Regions from separate parts of the Oryctolagus cuniculus genome. Here all the other regions are linked to region 1. The links are chromatin contacts, called in public Micro-C maps. All regions are on one chromosome and are shown on one strand. Each heading gives the region's core, a stretch centred on a gene start, on an enhancer-like site or on the middle of the called end of the contact. The rest is flanking DNA. Distances are from core to core; before and after follow the strand shown.

The links. A called contact is a pair of places that touch in the nucleus more often than the background predicts.
Region 2: a contact with region 1 is called in a Micro-C map of ear pinna, with 3 times the contacts expected there. The contact joins the enhancer-like site here to the promoter of RNASEH2B in region 1. A contact is called at or near these places in 2 of 6 Hi-C or Micro-C datasets (ear pinna and an unstated tissue).
Region 3: a contact with region 1 is called in a Micro-C map of ear pinna, with 7 times the contacts expected there. The contact joins the enhancer-like site here to the promoter of RNASEH2B in region 1. A contact is called at or near these places in 2 of 6 Hi-C or Micro-C datasets (ear pinna and psoas muscle).

What each region holds. Positions count from the first base shown.
Region 1 is chr9:70,232,360-70,236,367 of mOryCun1.1, forward strand. It overlaps RNASEH2B (ribonuclease H2 subunit B), which reads left to right and starts at 2,064. Exons shown (of 10, transcript XM_017350303.3): 1 at 2,064-2,456. The coding sequence starts at 2,360.
Region 2 is chr9:69,383,029-69,387,201 of mOryCun1.1, forward strand. No RefSeq gene overlaps it. Among named protein-coding and RNA genes, the nearest start is that of MIR15A, 78 kb to the left of the region's middle. Within about 2 kb of position 1,478, at least 7 of the 8 cell types and tissues checked have an H3K27ac peak or open chromatin away from gene starts, as enhancers often do. A contact at or near this core is called in ear pinna, where this site is marked.
Region 3 is chr9:69,233,931-69,237,943 of mOryCun1.1, forward strand. No RefSeq gene overlaps it. Among named protein-coding and RNA genes, the nearest start is that of MIR3613, 23 kb to the right of the region's middle. Within about 2 kb of position 2,516, at least 2 of the 8 cell types and tissues checked have an H3K27ac peak or open chromatin away from gene starts, as enhancers often do. A contact at or near this core is called in ear pinna, where this site is marked.

The DNA.
Region 1 (4,008 bases), core at 814-3,313:
AGTAGCATTCTTCCAGTAACTATAGCTCTAGATACCATGGGAAACATGTTTATGGCAGACAAAATGTCTTCATACTGTGAAAACAGCTGCATAAAAATACATATTCATATAAGCAAGGACTGGAAAGGAACAGGGGAAGAATGAGAACAGTTTTGTGTGACAGAGCGAGAGACTGCAGGCAAAGCTGCTTCTTCTTCTTCTTTTTTTTTTTTTTTTTTTTGACAGGTAGAGCTACAGACAGTGAGAGAGACAGAGAGAAAGGCCTTCCCTCTGTTGGTTCACTCCCAAAATGGCCAATATAGTTGGCACTGTGCCGATCCGAAGCCAGGAGCCAGGTGCTTCTTCCTGGTCTCTCAAGCGGGTGCAGGGACCCAAGCACTTGGGCCATCCTCTACTGCACTCCTGGGCCAGCAGAGAGCTGGACTGGAAGAGGAGCAACCGGGACTAGAACCCGGCGCCCATATGGGATGCTGGCGCTGCAGGGAGAGGATTAACCAAGTGAGCCACCGCGCCCCGCCCATGAAGCTTCTCTTATAGCTATTAGTATAGGACCATGCTGTGCCTGGGGATTTGCCCTGTACACCATAGCTTTTCCCATAGTACAGTACTGAGGGAGGGAATAGATCTGTTGTTTGGCCCAGAATTGGCACAGGGCACCCCTCCTGAACTGAGAAGGCCTGCTCTCCACCAGGTGTGTCCTGCGATCCATGTTAGTGACATTTATGTCGCCCTATGGGAAACAGGCTTGACATTACAAATCTTTGCAGTAGTCTGGGGCAGATCTACCACTGTCAAATGTTAACTCTTTTCCAGATTAAGCAAGAAAAAGCAAAGTACATAGCAGTCACGCATACCATTCTCCCACTTCTGCAAAAAATAAGACCCATGAACTTGTACTTGCATGGGAGATCTCAAAAAATAGACAAACCATCAACAGTAATTGCCCCTGGGGAGAGGTATTCCAGATCTCAGGTGGGAAGGAGACACACTTTACAGTATAAAAGAAGGATTTTTCTCGTTCATCTTAAAAACCATGTACCAAGCATTACTTTTTCAATTAAAATTTGTTTTAAAAGTTTAACCTCCCCAACCCCAATTTCATGATACTTTTGAAACACTGTTTTTAAAGTGTCATACTTTTTAACTCATTACAAAGAGCTTTCTTAGATATAATCATAGTCCGTGCTCCAAGTTGTTCACCTTTTTGGTGATGAGGACTAACCTGGGTCTGAGGACTGCTGGCAAGTGGGGCACACATTAATCCGACATGAATTTCAACCCACGATGCCACTGACACATCACATTCAAAGAACGAAGGGCCATGTCTAAGTTACTTTAGGATCTGGGTGTGACAACCGCTGTCCTTAACACAGGCTTGCTCTTGTTACCCAAAGCTCCATCCTTGTCAGTGGTGCCAAATCAAAATAACCAGGACAAGGTTTGAGGATAAACAAACGAGAAAGCTTAATCTACAGGTGGATGAGAAGCTAGCAGATCCACATCTCAAGAACCGGCTTCCTGCTGAACCCCCCCCCCCCCCCCCCCCCGCCCAGGCTTTTCAGGAGGTTGCAAAGGAGGTCACACTGCTGAGCGAGGTGCTGAAGCTGAGTACTGCCTATGATGAGTCTGATACCAGGGTTATCCTGGATGCCAGGGCAGCTACTTGGAGATTCCATGGCTTGACTTTATCAGGAGGAAGACACAGCAGGATATTCCGTACAATTAAGTAGCTACGAAACGTTACTTGGCTGAGAGCTGAAAGGGAACAGTATTGAGAGACTCCAGTGTTTCATTAATTAGGAGGCAGCCCACACAGCCTAGAATCCATGCCTTTCGCCTCTTGAATTACTCATACCCCTTTGCATTCTGTTAAAATAATTTCAAATATCGGGCGCAAAGATTACTTTGCAACTGCAGCCGGCTTTCTCAAGGCCAGCTTCTGGAAATCACAAGCAAGCACTGCTTATCTGATGGAACTCTTTGGTCAGTCTCAGGCTCAATGGTGTGCAGTTGTTCAGCACGCAGGAAAAGGAAAAGGAAGACCTATTTGGTCCCGTTACACTGCGGGAGGCGGCGAGCTGCCTCTGCCCTGCGGGCCCCGCCGCCCAGTCGCTGGAGAGCCGCAGGGCAGTCGCCCGCCCGCGGTCAAGGGGCGGAGGGGAGCGCGCGAAGCAGAGCTCCGGGCGCCTCGGCCTGGTTCTCAACTTCCTAGGCGCTCAGCAAGCGGCGGGCTGCACCCGGAAACGCAGCCGCTCGGCCCGTGCCGCCTCCGGGGCCCAGCGCGCGCCACCCGGAACAGCCCCTCCTCCCGCCATTTTCGGCAGCCGCCGAGCTGCGGCCGGCGGGTGCGGGGCCTGGGATGCCGCGAGGGCCTCCGACGAAGCAGGCAGCCATGGCCGCGGGCGTGGACTGCGGGGACGCGGCGGGCGTCCGGCAGCACGTGTTCCTGCTCCCAGGTAAACACGCCCCCGCGCGGAGCGGCGGGGCGGCCGGGCTGCCGGCGGGGCCGGGCTCGCAGGTGCTGCGCTCCCGACCCCCGTGCGCGCCGCCCCGCGCTCCGGCTCCCGCGCGCCGCCGTCCTGGGCGCGGGGCCGAGTTCCTCCCAGGGGACGGCGGGATCTGCATCTCGGCCACACGGCCTAGGCAGGCGCCGTTTGGAGACCCGGAAGCACTGTGGGGCGGCGGGTCCTGGGTCTCGGCCGCTCTGCGTGGCCGCCCCGGGTGTCTGCCCAGGGAGGGGTAACTTGGTGTCCGCCGCTAGGCAGCTGGCCCAGCGACGGGGACCTACTAGATAGGAGCCAGGGGTGCGAGTAGGCCCAGAGTTGCCTTGGAAACAGTCCTGGGACAGGCCTGGGCTGGCCAGGCAGCAGGGAAACGGGAGGAGGGTCGCTGTTGGGCCAAACGCCATTTCTGGAGAGTGATGTTCCCAGGTGGGCCAGAGCCACGTGTTGCAGCCTCCCTGTGGATCTGACCGCTTTGGTGGTGTAGCCGTGGGGAGAAGATGCCCTGTTCGCTGTATCTGGAGTTGAGATACAGGTCCGCAAACGCGGAGTGTTTTTTGCAGCAAATACACTCTGATGGTGATACTGGTCTGGTTTCCCAGGAATGGTAGATTTTGAAAATGGCTACACGGCAGTTAAGAGTAGTTTTTGCTTGTGTGTTTAACTTTCCCTTCTGACTGTAGAGTGGATGAGTTTTGAGCATGCGGTTCACCAGAGGTAGAACTTTCTGAGCCGCTCCTCAAACCTGCTCTTGGGGCCCCGGTCACCAGAGAGTGGATATGCCTGTTTTGGTTGGGAATGCACCCCGTTGTGCCTGGCCTTTTTGCATTGCGGGTCTCTGAGATGCATCCACAATTACTTAGCAGTGGTTGGTTTGTTGGCTGCTTGGTGTTTTTGCAGCTGCTGCTGTTTCCCTGTGAGCATTTGTATTATTCAGTTGTGAATTAGACTGCAAAGAGCATTGTTTTTTTTTTTTTTTTTTTTCCTGAGGTTTTTGGTAGCTACAAGCGCTCATTTCTCTGGGATGTGTTTCCCGAAGTGGCGAGGCTGAATCTGGGTGCTTGCGTGTTCATGTCCAATAGCCTAGTGGTTTTCCACCAGCAGCGCATGGACTTTGGCAGGTTGGCGGGAAAATGGAATGGACGCGTAGGAGACTCACCGTCGCTCCATATCCTCGATGGATGTGCTTCCATGGTAAAACACCTGACGCAGAATTCAGGGTTGGACGGACTTTAGCAACAGGCTGCCTGGGTACATGGGATTCGCTTTTCGTCAGACAAATCCTTTCTTCCAGTTTCGTCACCCCAGTACAATTACTTACATTTGCAGGGTAGAAAAACTACCCATGCTTTCAGAATCCAGTGCGGTTTCTGCGTTATCATTCAGATACCCATAATAGCCGATGATCCTTTCAGTTTCTCAGGTTGTTCTGTTGATTCAGTGTTGATCTGTCTTCACTGAAGTGCGTTTGTGTCCTCCTTGCAGTGAACACAAAAATCTTCAAAAG
Region 2 (4,173 bases), core at 228-2,727, 850 kb before region 1:
TGATGCCCTTTCCCTTCTTCATAACTGGCCTCACCGCCACCATCCAGGAACCACCTTCTTTCTTTCAAAAGGAAACATCTCAGGTGACCCTACCTACGGAAAGCTGCACAGGCTGAGCCAGCTGAGTGTGAACTCTTGCCTCTGTGCAGCCAACCACACAACCGCTCCAGGATTTCCACACCGGGGATAGGAGGGAGGGGGAGGGGGAGAGGAGAAAAGAATGAAAGCCATAAAGCCAAAACAAGCAACGGCTAATCAGTGTTTGTCAAGCACTTAAACACCGTTGAAGACCCGCAGGGCAGTAATGTAATGATTTCTTGGGAGGGAGAAACTGGGTGGTAAACACGTAATTTATAATCCCCAGATTTCTGATGAGAGATAAATGCCACACACACCGTCTTGTAACAGAACATTTGTGTAGGAACTTCCAACATCATCCAGCTTTCCTTTATTTCGGACCTAGCCATGGTGTCATATACTTAACAAATCTTGTAACTAATAAACAACACAGGTCTGAGAGTCTGCAGTCTATTAAGACTGCCGAATATTTTACCTGAATTACTACTTCTGGTTTACACACCACCATCCAAAAAAAAAAAGTCTCTGGTCACTATGTGTCCCAAAATTCTCCATCTACTCCGGAAAACGTCCCAACTTTTTAAGATAAGCTGTATTTAACCAGTCTGCTCGTTGAGACCTGCTACACCTTACAGCACAGGTTCTAGGTTCTAACAGTCGCATCTTTTTTCCTTTCCAAAATTAAGTCTTTAATTGTTGCCTCCTAACAGAGCTCTGTGCCATCCCCGGGGCGCACGGATCCGGGCGAAGTCTCTCCCCACTCTTAACGCATCTACCTATAAATAGCGCTCACCGCGCTGAGTCACCAAAACCCCTAGTTTCTCCAAATAGCTCCTAACGACTGCTGGAATCGCGTCCCTAGGAGCGGCGAGCGACTCCGACCACACACCCGCCAGGCCGGAGCCGGCGCCGCGGCGCGGCTCCCCAGCCCCGCGGCGCCCAGGCTCGCGGGCGAGGCCGCCGCGCCCCGCCGCAAGTCCGCAACGTCGGAGCTCGCGCGCGCCGACGGCGCTCTCGGGACGCGCGGCCGGGCCGGCGGCCGCACTTGGCCTCGGCCGCCCGGGCCCGCCCCGCCCCCTTCCGAGCGGGGAGCCGCGGGGGGCCGCACCAGCCTCCGCCCAGCGCCGCCCGCTGACACAATGGGGAGCGCCGTGAAAGGGCGGCCGCAGCTCTCGCTTAGGGCACTGGCCCGGGACTCAGGGAAGCTGCATAAGCGGTCGGGGGCCGGAGCAGCAAGGGAGAAGCCCCTCTCCCTTCTCCCACACCGCCAAGCAGTGGCCGCCACCAGTACTAGGGGGCGAGGGCAGCGGCAATGGGGGAGGGAGCGGAAGTGCCACCCCCTGCAGCCAAGGGTGGTGACGTCACCCCTGCAGCCAGCCTGTAGCGGGGGCGTCTGCCCGTCACGTGACCAGGCCCCCACGCCCCGCCGAATCCCGCGCGCGCGCTCCCTCCCCCAGGCGCGACTCCCACCTCTCCCCCGCCCCCTCTCCCCAACTTTCGCCCTCCCGGCTTCAGCGCCGCTGTCAACAGCGCCAGCTCCGCCCCCTCCCCCGCGCCCAGTGTAACCGCCACGGCTGCGCGGCGGGCGCTCGCGCTCGGGTCCTGGGCTCCTGGAGCCCGGCGTGCCCCGGGTCCCACCCTGCCCCCAGCCCCGGCGTGCGGGGTTGCGTGGGCTCCGGAGCCGGGGGGCGCGGTGTCGTGCAGCAACCGCGCGTCTCTGCTCAGTCCTCCCACGGCCGCGGAGGACGAGGCGAAGAGGTCAGGTCCGAGCTCGGGAGTGAGCGAGGCGTGCACGGCGGCCTCCCGGCCCTGACACGTCACCGCCGGGGGTCGGTCCCGGCGGGAGAGGCCGCCGGGGGGCCCCCCTCCGAGCCCCGCCCGGCAGCTCGCGCCGCCGCGCTCCCTGCCGCCTGGGCGGCGCGCGCCAGTCCTGCCTGGCCTCGCCTTCGGCCGCGGCGCGGGCAGCGGCGTCCCGACGAGGGGCTAGGGGCGGACCGCCTCCTAAAGCCCCCTCGGCCACCCCCGCCGAGGGCTCCTGGGGGCTGCAGTTTGGTGGCTGTCGCTACTGCGCCTCATTCTATTTTATCCCTCAGTTCGCTTCTAAAAGTGGAGGCTTGGGGGGAGGGAAAAAAAAACAAACCCAGTGTGGAAAGGGGCGGCACAGACTGACCTGTCAACGGCGCAGGAGGAAGACCCCCGGTCGGCGCGAGCTCTCGAGCCCGCGCAGGGACCGGAGCCCTGGGCTCGCGCGGAGCGACGCGGCGGCAGCTGCGCCTCAGCCAGGTGTCCCCGCTCGGCAGGGCCCGCTCCGCCGCCGCGCCCGCCCCCTCCCCCGGCGCCGCGCTCCCCGCCCCATCGCTGGGGACTAGGGAACCCCCCAGCTCGATTTTTTGTGCAGTTTCAGCAAAGCTCCGAGGAAGTTGGTCCTTTTGTTCCACTATTTATAGATTGCGTCAACATTGCGAAAAGGAGAAGGCGGAGCGGCGGCCCCTCCTCCTCCCCCCACCGGCTCCTGGGAGAGAAAAGCCCCAGCACACGACCTAAGTACACAGCGCGCCAGCCGCCCGCCCCCGGCCTCCTGCTCGCCGCTTCCCCCTCCTCCTAGCTTGGGCCCGAGCGCTGCCAACCCCGTCACGTGCCCGCCCGGGAAAACCAGCTCCCCGGGGCTCCGCGCCGCCCGCCAAGCTCCGAGCGGAGGCCTCGCCCAGCTGCGCGCCCAGCTCGTGGGCTCGGGCCGCGGCCCAGGCGTCACGCACAGCGTGGGCACCTACTCCCTCGCCACCCGGCGGGGATCTCCGGTTGGGAGCGCTCCCGAGCGTCCCGAGTTTCCATCTCCCTTCTCCCCTTCAGCCCCAGGAGCGCCACCGCCCTGCTCGCGATGTGCGCGCGCGTCCGGGCCTCGCCTCGGGAGCCTGGGACCTGACAAATCCCTATGCCCTTCGCGAGGCAGCTCGCGCAGGCGTTAAGGTGCTAGCCCGCTCCCGCCCGCAAGGCTGGCGGAGGGCGCAGACATGGGGGCTTCGGGGGTGGCTCGCAGCGGGTCCCTAGCCGGCGGGCGGCGCGCGGGAAGCGCGGTGCGGGCGTCCCAAGCGCTGGAGACGCTCTGCTTCCTCCGCAGGTGCAGCAAGGCGTTGCGCGAATTCCTCCAAGGGCCGGGGACCAAAGAATTTGCAGACCCCAGCCGCGGTGGGGCGGAGTGTGGGGGAGGAATATAGTGCGTGAGGTGTTACTGAAAGTTAAATCTGTGACAAAAACGTTCGAACTTTCCTTCAAAACCTGGTGACGAAGCGATAGGGCCCGCCATACCCCAAAATGAAACTGAGCTCCCTGCCGGCCTAAAGCCCGATTCCTGAGCTCGATGTAAACAAGGAGGGCGGTAAACACGAGAGGAAGGCCTTCCCATACCAAGTGCAAGTTAGCCAGTCTGTGTGTAATTAACCTTCGCAGCTTCCGGTCCTTTCCCTAACTGTTCCAGATCGCATTTTGACTTTGTGGAGTTGCAATAAAATAACGTAGCCCACCAGATCACTGGTGGAGAAAACGCGGGGCAGAACTGGAACGAGGGCAGGAAACGCGTCGGACCTTTCTGGGCAGCTGGACACTGGTAAACAGTCTGGAAGTGTTCTGTTATTCTTTCAAGTGGTTTAGGGAAACTTTCCGCGCACTCACCCACAGTCGGGCCAAGTGCAGGCCGGGGACTCTGCGAGGGCCCGCGCACCCCGGACCGGGCTCCCCGGGCCGAGCACTGGGCTCGTCCAAACCTGAGGGCGTTTTCGCACGGACTGGACAGGGCGGCAGTTTACCTCTGGTATTTGGTGAAACCTTTCCAGGTTTGTCGCCCCCCACCCCGCCCCCGGCCCCCCATCCCTACCCTTTTTAAGGGAGAGACCTATGGTGAGGAGTTCATCAAGCAAGCAATGTGTGGTGAGAGATGAAGTCGAACGGACCTGGGCAGCGGCTGCCGGATTTCCAAAGCCCGGAGCTGGGTCGACCCGCAACAAACCGGACGGCGCTTCGGTCCCCCACACCTGACGGTGCTCAGAGCCTGGTGTTGGAGCAGCCTCTTTCTCCCCCACTTTCCTTCCAATTTAGCGA
Region 3 (4,013 bases), core at 1,266-3,765, 1.0 Mb before region 1:
TTTTTTTAAGTTTTATTTTATTTATTTGAAAGAGTTACAGAGAGAGGTAGAGACAGAGAGGTCTTCCATCCGCTGGTTCACTACCCAGATGGCCGCAGAGGCTGGAGCTGCACCGATCTGAAGCCAGGAGCCAGGAGCTTCTTCTGGGTCTCCCACGTGGGTGCAGGGGCCCAAGCACTTGGGCCATCTTCTACTGCTTTCCCAGGCCATGGCAGAGAGCTGGATCGGAAGAGGAGCAGCTGGGACTAGAACCGTGCCCATATGGGATTCTGGCGCTTCAGGCCAGGGCATTAATAACCACTGCACCACAGTGCCAGCCCCAGCAGTTAATTCTTGAACAACAGTGATTTGAACCATGTGAGTCTACTTCTGTGCATTTTTTTGGAGATTGTTGACATTTGGAAAAATAAACCTCAAAGCCTGGAGATACTGAAAAAGTTAGCTATGTCATGAATGTGTAAAATACATGGAGGTGATAGTCTATTTTATCACTTACTACCATAAAATATACACACATCTATTAAAATTTATCAAAACTATGCACGTACACACACACCACACATGGTACCATTTGCAGTGGCAGGATACATGAGTGACCATGAGGATGTGGTACCAATCACTGCATCCGAGTGGTGGCACACTAGCCATTGTCTGTTGCTGTCACTGTAGAGTGATGCCTGGGATTCTTGGGTGGTGTTCACTGTGTATAATACAATACAAAATGGATGTATGTTGTCAGTAAGGCTTCTGGTCACTAGCAGGCGATTAGGTACATGTGAGGGAGTCAAGTCCTGGGATTTTACACTGGGTGGGGGTGGCACCTCTAACCTCTGTTATTTGTTCAAGGGTCATACTTTTAACGTACTTGCACAAAATTGCTACGGGTACCTTGTTAACATTTCAGGCATGCATAAAATAGAGATTTTGTTTTTATTAACTAAGTAAAATAGGGAGGTAGGTTTTTTGTTTTGCAATAGGGCTTACATTTGCTGAGCGCTCAGTGAGGATTTTCAGGGGCAGGCAGTCCATCTAAAGGTCTTCTGTTAAGTCCCTGGCTGCGAGTACTTGGTTTAAACCACAGGTGTCCAGGGCTGATTTTAAGCAGGTGAGCATTCAGGTCCCTTGTCATAGCCTCCACCTCCACGCTCTCACTTTTTACCTTAAGCACTTCTGACTGCTGTGTTTTTCCAACGTGCGTGATCCTTATAGGTTTAAGATGTTCGTGATAGTGCAGGCACCTGCCTCCTAATTGTCTGTATTTGTTTCCTATTTCTGCTTCCCCAACCTTCTCCCTCCTTCCTTTTTTTTTTTTCTTTTGCTTCCACTCTCAAGAGGCTCAAGTTTTGTCTCTCCTTCCTCCCTGTTTCTTTTCGATAGACTTTCTGAATGGCACTTTCATAGGAACCTTTTTAGAAGAGGTTCATCAAACAGCCTCATTGTAATTACATCTACTCTCTTGTCATGTTGGGCATTTCTGCAGGGCGTGGGTCCAAGACATTTGTCCAGAAAGAAGGCTGCATGGAGTAGTCTGTTTCTCTACCTCCTTAGTTTTCTCCTTCCACCTGTTTTAAAAGAAATTAAAAAAAAAAAAAAACTTTCTCTCCTTCCAGGTGTTTTTCTTCTTGGCTTGAATAGTGGGTATGTTTCCGCGGCATTTCCTCCACAGTGGAATCATTGCTGGAGGAGACAAAGAGTTAACTAAAAGGCACAGGGAGTAGCTGCATGTGTCCAGAATCTGAGGAAATTTGAAAAGAGGAACAGAAAGAATTTTTGTGTTTTAGAATTTGTGAAGGCCTCTTGGTCTCGTTTTTCAAACGAGACCAAATAAAATTCTGTTAGAAAACCACCGGCACACCGGGTTCTAGTCCCAGTCAGGGCGCTGGATTCTGTCCCAGTTGCTCCTCTTCCAGGCCAGCTCTCTGCTGTGGCCCGGGAGGGAAGTGGAGGATGGCCCAAGTGCTTGAGTCCCTGCGCCTGCATGGGAGACCAGGAGGAAGCACCAGGCTCCTGGTTTTGGATTGGCACAGCGCCTGCCATGGCTGCCATTAGGGGAGTGAACATCGGAAGGAAGACCTTTCTGTCTGTCTCTCTCTGTCTGTAATTCTACCTGTCAAATAATAAAAAAAAAAAAGTTAAAAAAAGAAGAAAAAAAAATCCAAGCTCTAGTGGGAAGATAAGCTAGCGTCTTGTTATAAAAAGTATCAGAGATGTTGGTTGTGCATTCTTAATGCACTTTTTGCTTACTAATCTAATAGAAAAATGCATGGGGTCTCCTTCTGGCCCCTGTTCTTAACTTCTACCCTTTTGTTAAATGCTGACCTTTCTCTGCTGCTCCTGCTTCCATCCTGCAGAGCTAGCTGTCAGGGCTCCCCACAGGTGGCCTGGGTCTCCAAGGAGCACCCACTAGTCCTGTTGTTCCTGTGCAAGTCATCTGTTTCTGTACACAGAGCAAACCCTAGTGAGTCACCCGTTCTCCTTCCCAACAAAAGCGCATTGTGCTGTGCTGTTTGACTTGGGCTCTTGTGAGCAACTTGTGGTCGTAAACTAATGGGGCCATGAAGCGTAGCTGCAGTGACACACCTATCACGTTGCTGTACCAGTGATCTGACTTGGGTGTGCCCCATTAGGCCAGGCACAGTGTGTCCAGCTCACGTAAGTGTTAAATGTAGTTTGATTGTAATACTGCAGGAGGCTGGAACTCAGGAGCCCAGCAGTTGCCCTTAGCGGGCGGGATAGTGCGCGTGTGGCCGGCAGAGGGCGCGCATGCACCGGTAGCTACAATTCCATTTGCTTTCCCTGTGCCTGTTTACTGGAGCCACCTTTTCCATAAGGCCCGGCCCGACTGCAGAAATTTCAGTTGAAACTACACAGACACATTAGATATCTCAAGCTGCACAGAACAAACCCTCATTACACTTCATCCAAAAAGCACAAAACCAGCCCGGAATTAGCTTTTAATCCATGACAGCTCACAAAGTCAAACCTAAAGAAAAGTTGTCTGATGAGTTTCCCCAAAAGTTTTAATCATTTTTAAACGGGAAGTTTCCTTACTTCCTGGACACAGTAGTTCATCCAGTGCTATTTCATATCTCAGATGAAGAACAGAGACTTATGGAGCTGCTCCTGTAGACTCCTCAGGAGGTTCTACCTACGAAAGGACACAGCTCTCCGAACAGGGCTTTAGGTATATGTTGGAAATGGGGAAGGTGGCCATTTGGAGAACAATGCACCTAGATCCTTCTCTCTCCCCCTACATACATATTTAAGTAGAAATATTATTATATAAAATATATTAATATCTGATACACACACTCACACATGTTCAGGCCCTTCTGAGAAGCACAACCCAGTGGTTAAGTGGATGGCTGTGGCTCAGCCAGCCTCTGTGGGTTTGCATTCTGGCTCATTCCTTATTGGCTGGGGAAGTGAGTTAAACTCTGTGCCTTCATTTCCTCTTCTATGAATGAGGTTAATAACAGTACCTGTTTTATTAGGTATTTTAAAGATTAAATGAGTTAATCTTTATAAAGCTCCAAGGACAGTGCTTGGTACGTAAAAAGTACACAAATAACTACAAAATAAAGCACATAAAACTTTGCCACTCTTTTAATAATGAATATGAACAATATTCTAAGAATATTTTTTAAAATGCTGGAAGTATATTTTTAATAAATCTTTTTTGTGGGAAACCAAATATGTAATAAATGATAAAGGGTAAAAAAAATGTGTGGTTAAGTAACCTGAGCACTAGATTGAGAGCCAAGAAGCCTTCTGCTGTGATTCCAGCTGAGGCCATGACTTCCAGAGTGCAGTACAGTAATCTGAAATCCTCTTCTTCACATTGGAAAGCTTCCACAGCTACCCCAAACTATAAGCCCCAGGCCACTGCAGAATCTAGTGCTTTAAGCATATGCATTCCCCCAACCTCTCAGCACCGCCTTGTTTCAGAGAAGCCATGATCATCTTCTGGCCTGTACCCCCCCCCCTTTTTTTTTTTGAAATGCATATGGAGA